Linked DNA regions of Oryctolagus cuniculus: region 2 is linked to region 1. Evidence: chromatin contacts called from public Hi-C data. All regions are on one chromosome and are shown on one strand. Each heading gives the region's core, a stretch centred on a gene start, on an enhancer-like site or on the middle of the called end of the contact. The rest is flanking DNA. Distances are from core to core; before and after follow the strand shown. Region 1 overlaps IL20RB (interleukin 20 receptor subunit beta). Region 2 overlaps PCCB (propionyl-CoA carboxylase subunit beta).

The links. A called contact is a pair of places that touch in the nucleus more often than the background predicts.
Region 2: a contact with region 1 is called in a Hi-C map of an unstated tissue, with 8 times the contacts expected there. The contact joins two enhancer-like sites. A contact is called at or near these places in 3 of 6 Hi-C or Micro-C datasets (ear pinna, psoas muscle and an unstated tissue).

Annotation. Positions count from the first base shown.
Region 1 is chr4:144,623,441-144,628,853 of mOryCun1.1, reverse strand. All of the region lies in intron 7 of IL20RB (interleukin 20 receptor subunit beta), which reads left to right. Among named protein-coding and RNA genes, the nearest start is that of IL20RB, 35 kb to the left of the region's middle. Within about 2 kb of position 2,578, at least 1 of the 8 cell types and tissues checked has an H3K27ac peak or open chromatin away from gene starts, as enhancers often do.
Region 2 is chr4:145,293,402-145,298,520 of mOryCun1.1, reverse strand. It overlaps PCCB (propionyl-CoA carboxylase subunit beta), which reads left to right. Exons shown (of 15, transcript XM_051859006.2): 8 at 183-303; 9 at 2,762-2,843. Among named protein-coding and RNA genes, the nearest start is that of PCCB, 37 kb to the left of the region's middle. Within about 2 kb of position 3,385, at least 2 of the 8 cell types and tissues checked have an H3K27ac peak or open chromatin away from gene starts, as enhancers often do.

The DNA.
Region 1 (5,413 bases), core at 1,329-3,828:
CTCTCCCTCTCTCTGTAACTCTTTCAAATACATAAATATATATATATATATTTTAAAAACTAGCTTGCTATAGATGTCATGAATTTCAGGTCTCGCTGTGGTTGCCTCGGCAGGGCCAGAGCGAATGGCTGCGCGGGCCTTCCACAGCCAGAGGTCAGACGTTCCCCGACTCTGCAGCAAAGCAGCGGGGCAGCACTTCCTTGGGATACGCAGTCTGAAACCCAAACTGTGTCCTATGTTTGTACTGATTGTTGTGCGTGTGTGTGTGCATGAGCTATTCTCTTATCAGGCAGAGAAATCATTATTTATTTATAATTATTATAACCCAGATTTCAGTATTAGTGAAAAGGCAGGTCAGTGCTAGATCTCAAATTTGAGCAAGCACAGTGCACTGTTAGAACTGAATCAAATGTGTTCATATGGGGGGAGGACCTTTGTTCAACATTACCTTAAAAATAGTTTAAATATTTCACCTCCATAAGGCACCCCAATGCCCATGTTTTGGTTTCTAATGTTCTTTTCCTCTCCCAAGGAGCCAAGGTTTCCTGGAGCAGTTACTGATTCCTTGTCTGGAGATGAAAGGCACATGGGGACCCTAGAATGACTGGCTACCCCTTGTTGGGCCAGAAAGCAATGCTTGAAGTCATTGGGTCATTCAAAAATCACACAAAAGGCAATCTAAAAAGAGTCGCTACTGTCCAAAGTTGGGACGGTATGGGCATCAGGAGAATGCTGGCTGGCACCAGCTGACAGGATAAATGTGGGAAGTCACCAGTCCGTGATGACAGCCAACAAGAGCAGAGCAAACACAATGAACAAAGAAGGTGCCTTGGTTAGGATGTGTTGCTTCTTGTTATGCAGTTTCGTTGGGCTTCTGTGTCAATGCATGACATTTGTAAAAAAAAAAAAAAAAAAAAAAAAAAGCCTACCAGAAGGCACTTTTTCCTGCCAACTCGGCCCAAGCCACCACTGCCTCCCACCTGAACGCCTGTAACACCCGCCCCCCACCCCCCCCACTTCCCCCTGGGCACCTGCTTGGCGCCTGTCTGCCAGGGGATTCTGTGGCCCAGTTCTTTCAAGTTCCTCCTACACACGGATTGCAGACTCTCTTAAAAAAAAAAAAAGATGTTTTCTCTTATTTTTTGTGTGCCCTATTTTATTCTTGGGCTACAGTAACTCAACTCCTGTGGGTTCAGATCTCAGTTTGCGTTCGCTCTGTCCTGACCAGATCCCTTCCGGGAGCCCACCTGGAAGGAAGGACCTCATTATGTCCACGGGTGTCTGGCGCCACCTTGTGTTGAGTTTGGGAATATTTCTTTTGTTGTCACTTCGCGCTTCCTGGACTTGCTGGGTGGAGGAAGGAAAGCTAAAATTCTCAAGGGCTTGGACCCTAACAGACCTCCATAATCACTAGTGGAGTGGGCCCTTTTGGGCCACCATCTCTTTGCCCCGTGCCTGTATCTCTCTCTCTCTCTCTGTATTGTTCCCAGCATGTCCTAGGGGGCTGCCCTGTGCCCCAGGCTCTCCCTTCCAACCCCTTGGCTTCTGCCTCCCTCCCTCCCTCCCTCACTCACTTTGTTGGTCTTTCCTCTGTGCTGCCATTCCCTACTTCTGGGGAAAAAAAAAGAGACTGATTTGGGACATCTGCTGTCCTATTTCCAGCCCACTCCTGGGCTAGGCTGGCTCTTTTACTCCTTGAGCTGTGAGTTTATAGAAGGGAATTTGTCTTTGTAAATTCTGACTTTCAAATAAATAAATAAATCTTAAAAAATAAAACCAACCTGGCTGTTGGCATACTGAGTGCCTGCACAAGCCTCAGTAACTCCTGCATTTTGCATCTGTACTGAAAACCTCTCATCTGCGGTGGGCCTTTGGACCAGCAGTTAGGCCTGCTTCTCCCATCAGAGTGTCTGGATTGAGTCCGGGTGCTGGCACCAGCTCCTGAGCCAGCTTTCTGCGAAGGTGCACCCTGGGAAGGCAGCAGATGATGGCTCAGGTGGTCAGGCTCCTGTCACCCACCTGGGAGACCCACCTTGAGTACCTGACTCCTGGCTTTGGCAGCAGTGGACTGTGGGCATTTGGGGAGTGAACTAGTGGATGGGAGCTGTCTGTCTGTCTCTCAAAAAAGACAAAAGCAAACAAAAATAGTCATCTGGGAAGCAGCCACACCCATCCAGAGTTCCTGGACTTGCATGCAAATCTTTTACTAAATTGCGTCACTGTACGGCTACGCCCATGGAAAAACACTGACTTGGCAGGAGCCCGTTGCGATCTCACACCTCCACTGTTGCCCCACCATCCTGACTTGAGTTTTGCATCTTGCAGTTGGAAATAGAACCGAATAGGACATCCCCAGCCCTCAGATTCAGCCTCAATTAAGGAGGCCAACGAGGTGGACGACCGAATTCTGGCTGCACGCACAGAATTTAATTTAGCAGATGGCAGCAACTAGATGGCGACCTTGAATTAGGAGCAACTTCGAACAGCCCGATTGTAATTTATGAGATAATCTCTTTTTAACACAAAAGGATTTGTCCACTTACAAACATTTTGGAAAGCTCTAAACATTCATCGCAGTAGAAGTGGCATCTCGAGACTTCTGAGTACCGTCTGCTTGGAAATATGCCCTCCAAACAGGAGGCGCCTGGCGGCTGAGAGTCTGAAATGGGTTGGGTTGGCTTTGTAAGGGTGTTGGGAATACAGTTTGTGGACTTTTAGCCGTGCAGACTGGTGACGCTGGATGCCTGTTTGTGGAATTAGAAAGCGTATGAATTGCAGTGTTTTTAAAACCAGCAGGTCACTGCCTGTCCTGCATTCCCACTGCCTTTCTCACCTTCCCTTCTGCCCTAAATTCCTTCTTCCTTTATTTAAATTTTATTTCTAAAAAGATTTTTATGTATTTATTTGAAAGGAAGAGTCAGGGGAGAGAAAGAGAGAGAGAGGGAGGGAGGGAAGGAAAGGGAGAGAAAGAGGATGAGAAACTTCTGTCCATTGGTTCATGCATGCCATCCAGGTCTCCCACAGGAGTGGCAGGGACTCAAGCACTTGGGCCTTCATCTGCTGCCTTCCCAGGTGCATCAGCGGGGAGCTGCACTGGCAGTCGTGTGGCTGGGTTTCCAACCGGCGCTCTGATGGGAGGCACGGGAGGTGCTGCAGCAGTGCCTTCATCTGTCACACCACAATGCCGGCCCTTCTTCCTTTATTTTACTAACAGGTTTTAAACTTAGAACGAGCCGGCGCCGCAGCTCACTAGGCTAATCCTAGTTCAGTCCCGGTCGGGGCGCCGGATTCTGTCCCGGTTGCCCCTCTTCCAGGCCAGTTCTCTGCTGTGGCCAGGGAGTGCAGTGGAGGATGGCCCAAGTGCTTGGGCCCTGCACCCCATGGGAGACCAGGAGAAGCACCTGGCTCCTGCCATCGGATCAGCGTGGTGCGCCGGCCGCGGCGGCCATTGGAGGGTGAACCAACGGCAAAGGAAGACCTTTCTCTCTGTCTCTCTCTCACTGTCCACTCTGCCTGTCAAAAAATAAAAAAAAAAAAAATAAAAAAGAAAAAGAAAAAAACTTTGAATGATAAATTTATTTTTTAAAAAATATTTTATGTGAAAGTCAGAGTTACACATACACAGAGAGAAGGAGAGGCAGAGAGGTCTTCCATCCACTGGTTTGCTCCTCAATTGGCCGCAATGGCCGGAGCTGTGCCAATCCGAAGCCAGGAGCCAGGAGCTTCTTCCGGGTCTGCACGTGGGTGCAGGGGCCCAAGGACTTGGGCCATCCTCCTCTGCTTTCCCAGGCCTTAGCAGAGAGCTGGTTAGGAAGTGGAGCAGCCGGTCTTGAACCAGCGGCCATACGGTTAGCCGGCACTGCAGGCAGCAGCTTTACCTGCTACACCACAGCACCGGCCCCCTGAATGATAAATTTAATTTTTGGTTGTCAAAAGCCAGCTTCAAGTTGAAGGACTGATTAAAACAAAACAAAACAAAACAAAACAAAACAAAACAAAACAAAAAACAACTTGGGCCCAGGGTATGGTTCTAAACAGACTGCAAAATACCCATTTCCAGAGCTGGGTGTGGTGGTGTGGGGTGGATGCCGGGAATTGGGCCTTTTTTTTCCTTTGGCAACAAGACTTTTTAAGATTTATTTATTTGAAAGGCAGAGAGAGAGAGAGAGAGAGACAAAGAAAGAGAACGAGATCTTCCATCCACTGGTTCATACCACAAATGGTCTGATCCAAAGCCAGGAGCCAGGAGCTTTTCCCAGGTCTCACATTTGGGTATAGGGGCCCAAGTACTTGGGCCATCTTCCGTTGCTTTCCCAGGCTCATTAGCAGGGAGCTGGATCAGAAGTAGAGCAGTTGGGACTGGACCCAGCGCCCATATGAGATACCGTCATCACAGGCAGTGGCTTTATCTGCTATGCCACAGTGCCGGCCCCTAATAACTCACTTTAAAAATCATTTTCTACCTAAAACAGTTATTCCCAGTTGGAATTTTTGAATAAAATGCCATTTGAAACTTTATACAAAGGTGTTAACATGTGCTAGGGGAAGCCAGATGATGTTTCAGCTTACCTTAAATTCAAAGAATGTAATTTTATGACTTACTCTGGTGCAACCCCTGTGGAATGCAAGGTCAGGAATCTGGGGCACAGTGCGTTTGCTTCTGGGGAAGGATCTGGATTTCCTCACCGGCACGAAGCAGCTACAGCCTGCATGTGACGTCAGAGGCTCTGCTTATAAGCACTGCGGTTGTTATTAGCTGGTTCCATTAGAACCCACAGGATGTCAGAATTGTATAATTCTGTAGAAAAGTTTTCAGTTGAACTTCCTGAAAATGGTGCAATAGTGAAATAATCTGGTACATTTTTCAGTAAATGAAAATTGTGTTGTAATTTGATATACCTGCTTATGTCTTTTTAGTTACAACTGTATCGAGGTCTATCTGGTTGTGTTTTATGGCATTCTTACACGGTGTGGGAAGGGTGAGTGTTCTGTAGTACTAATGTTATTGCTAATTGTGCTTTCCAAGGACTTCGGAGCATTTGCAGTTGTGCACTGTGTTGACCTGCGAGTAAAATAAGGTCAGTGCCAGTCGCCGCCTTCTAAGAGCTCTGGGCTATCAGCTGTCCTGATGCCAGGACCTTCAAACTGAGTATGAAAGCAAACGGTAGAGCTGCAGCTCTATGCCAGATAAGGATTCAGAGAGTCGAAGTGTGAGCTATTATTAGTGACCATACAGCCCAAGAGAGTTTAAATTTTTTTTTTTTTTGCAAATCCTTAGTAGCTTGCAGCATAAAAACAAATAAAAAGTAAGCATTAGAAAAATTGAACTGTATTTTTAATGATTGGATAATTTGTGTTAATATTGTAATGTTATTTTAGAGCCATTTTAAGACAAAGAAGATAAGTAATTATG
Region 2 (5,119 bases), core at 2,136-4,635, 670 kb before region 1:
GCACAGGTGCAGGGCAGAGGGAAGTCGCAGGTCAGCCACAGCAGGGTGGTGTGAATGTTCTGTTCTCGGCACAGGGCGTGGAGCAGGGGGCCGCGAGCAGGGGCGGTGGCTGGAGGACAAGAGGCAGTATCTCCAGGCCCGCTGGCAAGCTGGCCCATCGTCTCCTCCTTGTGTTTTCTCAGGTGTGGCCCACAGAGCTTTTGAAAATGACGTGGACGCCTTGTGTAATCTCCGAGAGTTCTTCAACTTCCTCCCGCTCAGCAATCAGGACCCGGCTCCCATCCGCGAGTGCCACGACCCCAGGTGGGTTGCGGCCCGGCACTTTCTCTTTTCAGGATGGCTTGCCCGTGCCCGGCCCCTGCGTCCTGACAGGACCTCTGGCCTCTGCCCCCGTTGGGTGGTTTGGAGCAGCTAGTGGGTGGGTGGTCAGTGTGGATCCCAGGGTTGGGGAGGGCACAGGAGCAAAGAAAGGTGATTTTATTCACTTTCTACTTCTGATCAGCTTTTGGAGCAGAAAGCAAATTAAAACAATACAAACTTTTGCTAAGAGACTTGAGCTGTCCAGAGATGGAGATTGAAGTCTTTTTGTGTGCTGACGTGAAAGAAGTAAAATGTGCAGGTGCAAACCGCCTGTCCCTAAGGGAACGGGTTTATGTACACTGCTCGTGGCCGGGGCCTGGGGCACTGTCCGAGAAGGGTGTGTTGCTGGCTGCCTCGTGAGGACCTTCCCTCTTATTGTTGGGGTCGCCATCTGATGCAGGGGGTGCGACAGCATAAACGGACGCCCAGCTGGGGGCCTGCTGTTGCTCTCTCTGCCTGTTGCATTTGTTTGCTCTCCAGGTTAGATGCATCCATGCTCCCTTGCTTGGGCTCTCTTCTGCAGAAGGGACTGGGAATTGAATGCCTCAGGAAGGAGCCGTTTTAGCCACTACCCCGTCTTTGGCATGGGGCTCTGACTGGGCTCCCCTTTACCTGCCGCTCCCCCACTCCTCTGGGCACACACCAGTGAGGGGAGGTTGCTGGCAGCGCTCACAGTTGTGGGCACGGCCTCCTTTCCTGCGCATCCACACATCTGGAGCTCTTGCGAGCTTCTCAGACAGCCCTGGAGGGGGACGGAGGGGCTGCTTTGGCCCAGCCTTTCCTCATCTGCAGGTTCCAGGGAGGCCCCAGGTGGCAGCGGCAAAGGAAAAGTGTGGCAGGACTTTCTTCACCATACAGGGCTGTGCCCAGTACAGAGAAAGCTGTCCGTGAGATTGGGCTTTTTGGGGCCCCAAGGCCAAACCCCAGCCCGAGTGCCCCTCTCAGGATCAGAGTAGCCCTGGCCACCCACACGAGTTGGGAAGGGACAGGAGCCTGTTGGAGAGTGGTGACCGATGCCGCGTCGTCCTGCAGGTAGGAGCGGGCTCTGGCCTAGCCTCCCTCCCGAACCTCTTGGACACAGCATGGCGGGAGTGTTGGGGGCCGTGCACACTGCCTGGCCCACAGTGACTCCGCCCGGGGCTGCAGCTTTGCTCCTTAGAGGCGCTCCAGCAGGCCAGCCTCGCAGCAGGGGGTGGGGACGCCCAGCGGTTTCTGCAGAGCTCTGACTTGGCGTTTTTGAGTTCTTGTTCATTAATTTTTCATGTTTTTTTGTTATTATTTATTTATTTATTTATTTTTAAAAAATTTTTTGCCAGGCAGTGTTAGACAGTGAGAGAGAGAGACAGAAAGAGTTATAGACAGTGAGAGAAAGACAGAGAGAGAGGTCTTCCTTCCGTTGGTTCACCCCAAGATGGTCACCATGGTGGGCACACTATGCTGATCCAAAGCCAGGAGCCAGGTACTTCCTCCCGGTCTCCCATGCAGGTGCAGGGACCCAAGTACTTGGGCCATCCTCCACTGCACTCCCGGACCACAGCAGAGAGCTGGACTGGAAGAGGAGCAACTGGGACAGAATCCGGCGCCCCAGCTGAGACTAGAACCTGGGGTGCTGGCACCGCAGTGGAGAATTAGCTAAGTGAGCCATGGTGCCGGCCCATGGTTTTTTTTTTTTTTTTTTTTTTAATTTTATTTATTTATTTGAGAGATGGAGTTACAGAGAGAGAGGGAGAGGCAGAGAGAAAAGTCTTACATCTGCTGGTTCATTCCTGAAATAGCCACAATGGCCGGAGCTGAGCCTATCTGAAGCCAGTAGCCAGGAGCCTCTTCCTGTCTCCCACGTGGGTGCAGGGGCCCGAGGACTTGGACCATCCTCTGTTGCTTTCCCAGGCCATTGCAGAGAGCTGCATCAGAAGTGGAGCAGTCAGGATTCAAACTGGTACCCAAATGGGATGCTGGTGCCACAGGCAGAGACTTAGCCTACTATGCCACAGCACTGGCCCCAGTTTTTCATGTTTTACGGAGTTGGATTGGGATCATCCATGGCCATGTCTCCATGTCTTGTTCATTACAATGTCCTTTAGCATCCCGTACAGTCTCTAAAATGTAGGAAGTAGTCAGAGAGAATCAGTGAAGATAATCCAGAGAACAAGCTCACTTTTTCTTTCAAAGGAAACTGGAAATCTTTGGGATTGGGATTGGGATTGGGCTCGGGCTCAGGTGCAGCTTAATGCGGTGGTCACAAAGGAATGATTCCCTGGTAGGAGTGCTTTGCAAATCCATCAGTGCACAACTTTCCCAGTTCCCATGAGATGAGTCTCCGCCATTTCGGTTCCCACCCCCACCCCCAGCAGGTAACTGGCTCTTCCCTTGTTGACTCCGTCTGCCTCTTTTCTACCTAAAGTGACCGCCTGGTTCCTGAGCTTGACACAGTTGTCCCTTTGGAATCTACCAAGGCCTACGACATGGTGGACATCGTACATTCCGTAAGTGCCACAGTTCCCTGTCGTGTTTGTCCTCGTGCAGCCATTCACGGGCCCCCAGGTCCTGATGCCAGGCCACACAGGTGGGACACGGGGGGGCACACAGGACCAGAGGCCACCAGGAAGTGTGTTCTGGGAAGAGCTCAGGGTTCACCTGGACTGAGGGGCTGGACGGAGGAGGAGACAGTGGGCCAGTAGAGCTTAGGGGTCCCTAGAAGACACTGGGGTCCACAGATTAGGGACCATGTCCTGGGAGTCTAGAGTGAGGCCAGGGTGACCTTCGGTGGCTTCCTCTGTTGAGGGCTTTAAGCCCAGAGGTCGTTTTGTCTTTCTGGAGGAAGAGGACACAGGGCATTTTGTGAGGGGGTCAGGGTGTGTGTTTGTGTTTTTGTGTTTATGTGCACACACACATGGGTATCCAATAGGATAGGAGCCATTTGAATTCATTTCGTGGTGCAGCAGGTTCCTGGACACTATTAGGCAAACTGCGGAGGTCTGTAGATGGCCATTGTCTTTCTTTAGGTCCAGAAAAGCGCTTGTGAATAAGGCGAAAGGTGCATCACGTAAATTTTTATCACCAATATCCCTGCAAAGCCCTGTCCCTGTTCGAAGGCTTCAGCCATCCATGCAGATGTTGCCCATGGGGCCTGTGGCTGCCAGAGGAGAGCCCCAGAGCGCCATTCCTGCCCTAGTCAGACCCTCAGTGTGCCTCTCTGGGCTTCGGTTGAATTTGGTAAATTCTTTGTCCTACGGGCAAAGCACTTTGTTCTTTCTGAGTTTTCCTACAACCGGACTCCACCCCAACCTCATTCTCCATTTCCCGCTCTGATCAGATGACTTGGCCATTTCCTTCCTGGAGACAACCCAGACAGGGATTCCTCATTCCTCAGCGAGAGGAACAGGCTCCCCCCTTCCCCACCACCCTCCCCAAATCCGGCCATTAACCAAACTGCACTTTGCTCTACTGACAGAAGAGGGTGCTCTTGAACTAGGAATCTTGTTCACTCTCAGAAACTGCCAACCTCGTCCACAAAATGCAGAGATACAAGTAGTTTTCATTTATATCCAGCTACTAGAATAAGAGAACAAAAATCGAGAATGAAACATTTGAGTGGCTGAAATGCCCTTCCGTGTAGAAGTACATTGTGAAGCAGGTGGTCTCTCCTCGCCTCAGGTTACGAAAGTAAAAACATTCACAGACTAATGACAGAATGTAGAGAAGACAGGAGGAAGTAGTGAGAGGTGACTGAATTAAGAAAATGAAAGGGGAGATGATCATATCAGAAATGATGATTATAAGGTGTGCAATGGATAAGGTATTTGAGTTAAAACTTAATTAGGAGCACTGAAGAGATGTGGGGGAATAACCAAAATAAAAATATTATGAGAAACCCCATAAATATGTACAATTATTATGTCAATAAAAACAAATAATCTAAATATAAAAAAACATGAGAAAGTAAAAGTAGACTTTGTGTTCTCCTCAAAAAAAAAAAAAAAAAACCTCAGACAATGGATATTCAATAGATTGAATCATTGCACACTACACACAGACACCCAAGCACCATGTTGTATCTTTTGTATATGCAACTTTAAGTTGCCGACTAAAAATTAAATGAAAATACATCTAATAAAAATGATTAGTTAAAACAAGTATCAGAAAAGAGTGAGGTATAATGGGAGAGAGGCAAAGAAGACTAAAAAGTATATAATTGGAGTGTTAGAAAAAGAAAAATTACTGAGGCGGAATTAATATTTAAAGCTGTAATCCAAGAAACCATTCCAAAATAAAGTAAGACCCAGGTCTATATAATGAGCACACAGGAAAAGTGACCCAGAATGATCAAACTTGAGAAGATACCCAAATATAACTATCAGGTTTTTCAATGACACAGAAATATCCAGGATGTGCAGGTAAAAAGATCAAGTAACTCACAAGGTCATCAGGCGTCTTTAGAAGAAACACAGAAAATGAGGCATCAAGAAAAGCCCATTGAAGAGGATCAAGTGTGGTCTGCAACCAAGGATTTTATGTGTGGCCCAGCTGGCCCGCGTCTTTCAGGACTATAGACAACTAGTTTCAGATCTCAAAGACTGGAGGGAATTTTGTATTCCCAGGTCTGTCTTGAGGTATCTACTAACGAATGAGCTTCATCCAACCAAAAGGAGACTGAGAACATTTAAGCCAAAGGGCTGATTGTGATGACTGAGTACTTGTGTTCTGGGGTGGGCACTGGGGCCCAGTGGGTTAAGCCATTGCTTGGGATGCCTGGGCCCCA